2 separate regions of the Mus musculus genome follow, and region 2 is linked to region 1. Evidence: chromatin contacts called from public ChIA-PET data. All regions are on one chromosome and are shown on one strand. The core of a region is the stretch at or near the end of the contact, and the rest is flanking DNA. Distances in the headings are between cores, read along the strand shown. Region 1 overlaps Ccdc148 (coiled-coil domain containing 148). Region 2 overlaps Pkp4 (plakophilin 4).

Evidence for each region. ChIA-PET counts read pairs in DNA pulled down with a chosen protein or histone mark.
Region 2: an RNA polymerase II ChIA-PET map of memory CD8 T cells shows a contact between it and region 1, with 5 read pairs. The contact joins two enhancer-like sites. A contact is called at or near these places in 2 of 115 datasets of contacts at active chromatin or transcription factors (kidney and memory CD8 T cells).

Annotation. Positions count from the first base shown.
Region 1 is chr2:58,843,144-58,846,576 of GRCm38.p6, forward strand. The region is part of intron 12 of Ccdc148 (coiled-coil domain containing 148); the gene reads right to left. Among named protein-coding and RNA genes, the nearest start is that of Upp2, 90 kb to the left of the region's middle. Within about 2 kb of position 1,603, at least 24 of the 459 cell types and tissues checked have an H3K27ac peak or open chromatin away from gene starts, as enhancers often do. A contact at or near this core is called in memory CD8 T cells, where this site is marked.
Region 2 is chr2:59,201,352-59,204,784 of GRCm38.p6, forward strand. The region is part of intron 1 of Pkp4 (plakophilin 4); the gene reads left to right. Among named protein-coding and RNA genes, the nearest start is that of Pkp4, 42 kb to the left of the region's middle. Within about 2 kb of position 1,805, at least 41 of the 459 cell types and tissues checked have an H3K27ac peak or open chromatin away from gene starts, as enhancers often do. A contact at or near this core is called in memory CD8 T cells, where this site is marked.

The DNA.
Region 1 (3,433 bases), core at 353-2,852:
AATGGTGAATAAGATAGAAAGCAATCCCACCAACTACCCCAGCAAACAGGAACTGATAAAAAAATTATCATCGTATTAAACATATACCCCTCATTATACCTATAAAACTAGAATGGTTTTGTGAGATATTTAACCATTCAAAGAGTTGGAAGAGCCAGGCAGTGGTGGTGCACGCCTTTAATCCCAGCACTTGGGAGTCAGAGGCAGGTGGATTTCTGAGCTCAAGGCCAGCCTGGTCCACAGAGTGAGTTCCAGGACAGCCAGAGCTATACAGAGAAACCCTGCCTCAAAACAAACAAACAAACAAACAAACAAACAAACAAAAAACAAAGAGTTGGAAGAATGAGGGAATAAAGGAGAACAAACCTCACATCTGATTTCTGTGAACGATGAGAAAAGTTAAAAGTCAGACCTGCCAGATTTACTAAATCTGGGACTAGAGAGGAGTAGGGTGGGTCCATGACACTACCATTTTTTCCTATTATGAACTGAAAGCCAAGAGACCACCCAGGCAGGTCCCTATACCTCACTAGCAACAGAAATCCACTTACTGCATACTTGCATGTGAAATCCCGATGTATACCAATATACAACAATTGTCTTTCTGTAACGCACATAAAAACCCCTGAGGGATGGTTACTTTTTTTTTTTTTTTTTTTTTTTGGAGTCCCCAACTCAACTAAATTATGAAATGACTGTGGTACTAGCGAGGTGTGCCTCTGGGTATGCATGTGAACATATTTCTCGAGAAGATTAACTGAGGAGGAAGAATCCTTCCAAATTAGGGGTGACATAATCCCAGTGACTGGAGTCCCTGGCTGAATACCATGGGACAAAGGGGAGAATGAACTAAGGGCTAGGATTCCCTTCTCTCCGCTTCCCGACTCACTCAGATGTGAACAAGCAGCCTCGCTCTCCCACTGCCACAATCAAGAGCCAACACTGCTACTCTGCCTATCCTGTATGAGCAACCAAACCGCCCTGAGCTGTAACCCAGATAAATCCTTCTTCCCTGAAGTTTTTTCGTGAAAGCTGTTTGGTCGCAGCCACAAGCATGCTACTGTAGCAGAGCATCTGTCTAAAAGCCCACCCAGGGGCTGGCACTTGCCACGTGTGACCAAGGAAAGACATCTGCCCTGATACCATGAGGAAATTGGTACAGTGCCTTGAACTCATGAATGGGTTGTAGGTAGACTTAGTTTAGCTTCATGATTGATATGCACTTGAGTTTTTAAAAATTCTTTAAGGCGATTAATAGTGGTGTAAGGAAAAATATACACAAAAGATATGCCCTTTAAAGTACAGAGCTTACACAAACCAGGCTAATAAGATATGCCAGTATGCTATAAAATTCCCGTCCCCAGCCAGGGTTTATTTCCTTTAACTTAATGGGCTGTAGTGGGCACCTTCTCCCCAGGTAGACGACGCAGATGCACTCGGAGGCAGAGGCAGAAGCTGGATTCTCAGCTGCTGGCAGGTGCATTCCTGCCCTTTCCCTCCAGCAAGCGATTTAAGTAAACAAGAGTCTTAAAGCCCGACTTCTCAACACTGCTTTAAAACCCTCTTTCCATTTCCTTTCTTCCTCCCCACGACTCTCAGAACTTTTGCAGGCGGCAAACATCAAAAGGACTAGAGATTTTTTAGAGTGATTCAGCTGCCCACGGCAATGCAGTCAACCTTGGTTTTCTTTCAGCCTGGGAAATGATCAGCGAAGAGGCTCAACAAACAGCTTTAACATCTGAGGCCAAAAAAGAAGCATAAAAATTTACTTTCATAAACACCTCCCGGGAAGGCTGATGTCTGATTTCCTCTTTTTTGTTTCTCTCTGTTTTTTTTTCTTTTTTCTTTTTGTAAAAGCAGCCTTTTAAAATTTCTATTGTAAGAATATTATAAAATGTTTACTGTCAGACTTTGGGGTGGTTGGGAAGATAGCTGATTTGGTAAAGTGGTTGCTTTGCGAACAAGAGGCTCTGGGTTTTGATTTCCTTGAACTCATGCAAAAAAAAAAAAAAAAAAAAAAAAAAAAAAGCTGAGCATCATGGCGGCATGCATTTGCACCCATAATCCTAGTGCTAGGATGTGTGTGGGAGGGACAGGAGGATCCTTGCTGGGTCTAGAGTAATTGGTGACCTCTGGATTCAGTGAGAGACGTTGTCTCCAAAAATAAGAGAGAAATAAAAGAAGAAACCTAAAATCAACTTCCAAATGCTGACACCATTGTATACACTAGCAAGATTTTGCTGAAAGGACCCAGATATAGCTGTCTCCTGAGAGACTATGCCAGGGCCTAGCAAACACAGAAGTGGATGCTCACAGTCAGCTATTGGATGGATCACGGGGCTCCCAATGGAGGAGCTAGAGAAAGTACCCAAGGAGCTAAAGGGACCTGCAACCCTATAGATGGAACAACATTATGAACTAACCGGTATACCGGAGCTCTTGACTCTAGCTACATATGTATCAAAAGATGGCCTAGTCGGCCATCACTGGAAAGAGAGGCCCATTGGACACGCAAACTTTATATGCCCCAGTACAGGGGAATGCCAGGGCCAAAAAAAATGGGAATGGGTGGGTAGGGAAGTGGGGGGGGGGGTATGGGGGACTTTTGGGATAGCATTGGAAATGTAATTGAGGAAAATACGTAATAAATAAATAACAAAAAGAAGAAACCTAATATAAATAACATCACACAAACATGAACACACACCTGAATACTTACATGCAAACCAAACACAGAGACTCCTGTGGTTGTCACCCAAGGAGTAACATCTGAGGTTGACCTCAAGCCTCCACAAGTGAATGTGTGCACGCTCACACTCACCCACACACAAGCACGCACACACACACACACACACACACAGACACACAGACACACATATAAACCATTTTCTTTAGCCATTTGACATATTCTAGAAAACAACAGTGAAGAGTACTAATTGTTGGTTGTGACTTTTCTAGGGCACTTTTCCTTGTGGCCCTCAGAGCTGGCTTACTCTTATTCCAGCTAGCCTGGCAGCCAGTTTTTTCAGTGGCTCCTCCTCCACTGTGCCTCCCTGAACAGCCTTTCCTCTGTCTGAGGATTCAGACTTCTAGACAAAGCCCTGGGATAAATGGTCCCTTTTGCTTTTAACAATGGACACCCCCAGAAGGCAGTGTCCCTAGTTATCTGGTCATCTGGTTAAGGTGACCCTGTCATTGAGCTTGATTGGGTATGAGCAAACCCCTGTGATGTCCTTTCCTAAATTACAAAGTGGGATTTGGCCTCACCCACCCTCCAAGAAGAGTCTCTTAGGATGCCTCTCAAAGGAAACGGAGAAGCTGGAGGAGGCCAATAGACCAGAGGATTATAATGAAACTGCCTTCCAAGAACTGACAATTTGTAAATTTTAATGCTATGTCAGAATTTTAATGAAATCCCTAAGTGAGGAGTAAA
Region 2 (3,433 bases), core at 555-3,054, 360 kb after region 1:
TTGCACAAGGTAAGCATGAGCTCCGAGAGCCACATATCCAGCTTTCCTATCTCATTCTTAAAACTTCAGCTCAAGTACTGTTATTCCAAAGATCACAGAGGGACAAGGAAGGGCCTCCAGGAGCCAGAGTCAGGTGATGCAGCAGGGAGTGTGCTGAGGAAGGCTTTCAGATCCTGGTGGCCATCTGCTGGGACCCTGTGGCCAGTGCTTCCTTCCCCACCACTCTGTGTTTCAGTGCACGTTGTCGTATGTGACTAAAAAGGTACTTTCCATTAAATTAGAATTCACTATTTTATTTGAATGCTGTAACTTCAAAGCAGTGTTGTGCCCTTCAGAAGAAATGAAGTCAGTTTATGCAGTCAGCTGCCTATCAGCTGACTGAAATTCCTTCTGTCAGGAGGGAACAGGTTATATGTGAGCGAGGAAGAGGGATGTGGAGGGGAGCAAGTTGGAAAAAATACTTTCAAAACAAGACATTTTTGTTTTTCCGTCCTGTTTTCCCAGAAGCTTTGGCATAAAAATGTCTGTCTCACCCTCAGTCACATCTTGGATGTTTAGGAAAAAACATCTCAGGAAATCATGCATAGTCCTACAGAAAGCTAGTCAGTGAGAGAATGGCCTAAGTTATCACTTAGTTTTAAAGACCAGTCTAGTGTACATTGTGTAGAGAAGATGTTTCTGGTCCTCAGTGCATGGTTGTAGACAGTGCTATGCTTGTCCTGTTCCACGCCTGTTGCACAGGCTAGAATGTCAGCTGCTGTGATTTGATGAGGACAAGCGTTCCGTTAAAATGTACTCAATAGGATAATGTACAAATGTGCTTGGTTTTCTTTCTTCATATATAAAATACAGAGCTCTACCGAGGCGGAGTGGCCTAAGCCTTTAATGCCAGCACTTGGGAGGCAGAGGCGGGCAGATCTCTGAGTTTAGGACCAGCGTGGTCTACATACCAAGTTCCAGGACAGCCAGGGTTACAAAGTCAGACCATGTCTTACAAACAAACAAAGAGAACCCTATTATTGTGGTTTTTGGCTTTGAAATTATACTTTTCATAAAATTTAATTAAATGTGTTATTTCCTGAAAGCAAAAGTTAAAAGACATTTAAGCATAAAGATCTTTCTTGTGATCTCTTATTTCCCCAGATAGGATGGAAACCCAAGATTTTTTTCTTGTATGTTAGACTTACCACTCCATTCTCCAATTCTGATGCCAACCATACACAATGGATAACAGCTGACTTCTGATTCTGGTCGGGATGGCATTGTCCATTCCTTTATTCTAGTTTTAGAGTGTGTGTGTGTGTGTGTGTGTGTGTGTGTGTGTGTGTGTGTGCTCCTGAGGAGAAGGCATTCACTGACATGGCCAAGACTGTCTTCATGTTCACTGATTTTTCTATTTCTCAGTCTGCTCTGATGCCAGGATGCTTTCTGTAAGGAAAAGAGTGTGCGCGATTTGTGCTCTTCTTCCATGGTCTTTGACAAGGAACGAGCTATAGCCACCATCTGTCCCCAGGGACTCAGTGTAGGAAAGACACAAGAGCAATCCTGGGGCAGGCTTCGGCTCTCCCACCAACCTGCTTTTTAGCCAGTCACTGCTTTAATTCTCACAGGCCTGCCAGGCTCTTCTCCTGCCCCTCCCAAGATGACACCCTTTGGTTTTTACTCTTCCAGCTTCTCGTGGGTCTTACCTCCCTCAAGGTCACACTGACACAGTCCATCAAGTACCGGAACACATCTATAGCTTCCTCTCAGCACTCAGACTCTCATCCTTGGCTGCCCATGAGTGAGTGACTCATGTCTTTCTTTGCCCGCTTGCCTCATTTTCTCATCTCCAGAGCTGCCTTCCTGGTTCCTCCCCTTCCTATTCCACCAAATTTAGACTGACTCTATTCACATAGAGCAGGGAGGCTCACTCACACCTCCGTTCTTCCAATACCTTTCAACTTCTGATGGCCTTTCTGCATCGTGGCATACTGGTCTCCTCCCCTCCTGCTGTCCTGTGTTCTGTACATTTTTATCATTGTGTTTTCCTCACTATTGCTTTCCTCTCCACTAGCCCAGGGACTCTTCATCACCTTACTGTCATGACACTTCACACGCTCTGGCATTTTCATGCAGACATAAATGTGTTGTCATTCTTTCCCTGTCCCAGCAGAACAGACAGACACGTGCTTACTAAACACTTCCTCTGCTGTAGTCTCTCTCCCAGGTACTGAGAAAAGTAGCCCCTGCCCTCATGACCTCACAGCGTGTCACTGGGAAATGATTGCTTTTAAACCTGGTGCTTGCTCTACCTATGAGCATCAAAGTCACAGAAGTTCTGTCTAAAAGGCTGATACTTTTTCTCTTGTACTTTTTTCAAAAAGTTGTTTGGAAGTGTTAAATGTGAGCCTGCACTTGGCTCCTTGAATGCTGCCATTAAGCATGCAGACTAAAACCAAGTGGTAGAGACCAGTGTTGTGCCTCCCCCAGCTCAGCTTGCTGGAGACAGCACAGGAAGCGAAGGTGCTGTCATGGTTACAGTGTACTCTTCCTTTCTCTCTCTCTCTCTCTCTCTCTCTCTCTCTCTCTCTCTCTCTCTCCCTCTCCCTCTCCCTCTCCCTCTCCCTCTCCCTCTCCCTCTCCCTCTTCCTCTCTCTTTCTTTTAGTTATACTCCCAAGAGCTACTTTAAAAGCTGTAAATTATTAAAAGCATCATTACTTAAATCAGTATTTATTAAAAGAGACATTAAATGTATGTGTAATTACTGTTTGATGATTCTCCAGTTCAAATGTGTCACCCTTCCTTTTCTTCTCCCTGTGCATGTACTGAAGTGCCTTTCAGATTACCATCTGCCTCACACTGAACGTGTTTAAGCAGGTTGTAATGTATCCCAGGTGGGGAGTTGGTCTGCTCAAACCCATGCTAATGGATGTTGTGTACCCAGCCTAAAGCCACATGAATGTGCATGAAAAAAGAATTAAAACTTGAACCAGCCTGGATCAGACTGCGTTCTTTTTCTTAAAAATCATTCATTCCTATGCTTAAAAACCAAGCTTTCAAAACCATATTAGGACCCATCTTACAGCCAAAACACAAATTCATACTTCATTCTGTTGGCAGGGACCTTCACTATCAATCTAAAAACCCTGTAACTTCTGTACCACTATTAATGCACTGTCTTAATTTGCTTTCTATTCTGAGATAAACACCATGACCAAAAACAAGTTGAGGAGGAAAGTGTTTATTTCAGCTTAGGATTTTCACTTTATACTCCGTCATCAGAAGAAATCAGGGAGGTAACGCTAACCAGGAACTAAAGCAGAGGCCATGGAGAAGAACTCACTGGCTTGCTCCTCAAGGTTTACTCAGCCTGCTTTCTTATACACTCCAAGACCACTAACCTACGCTAACCTAGGGGTGGCGCCACCCCCTCCCACACGAGTCTTCAAT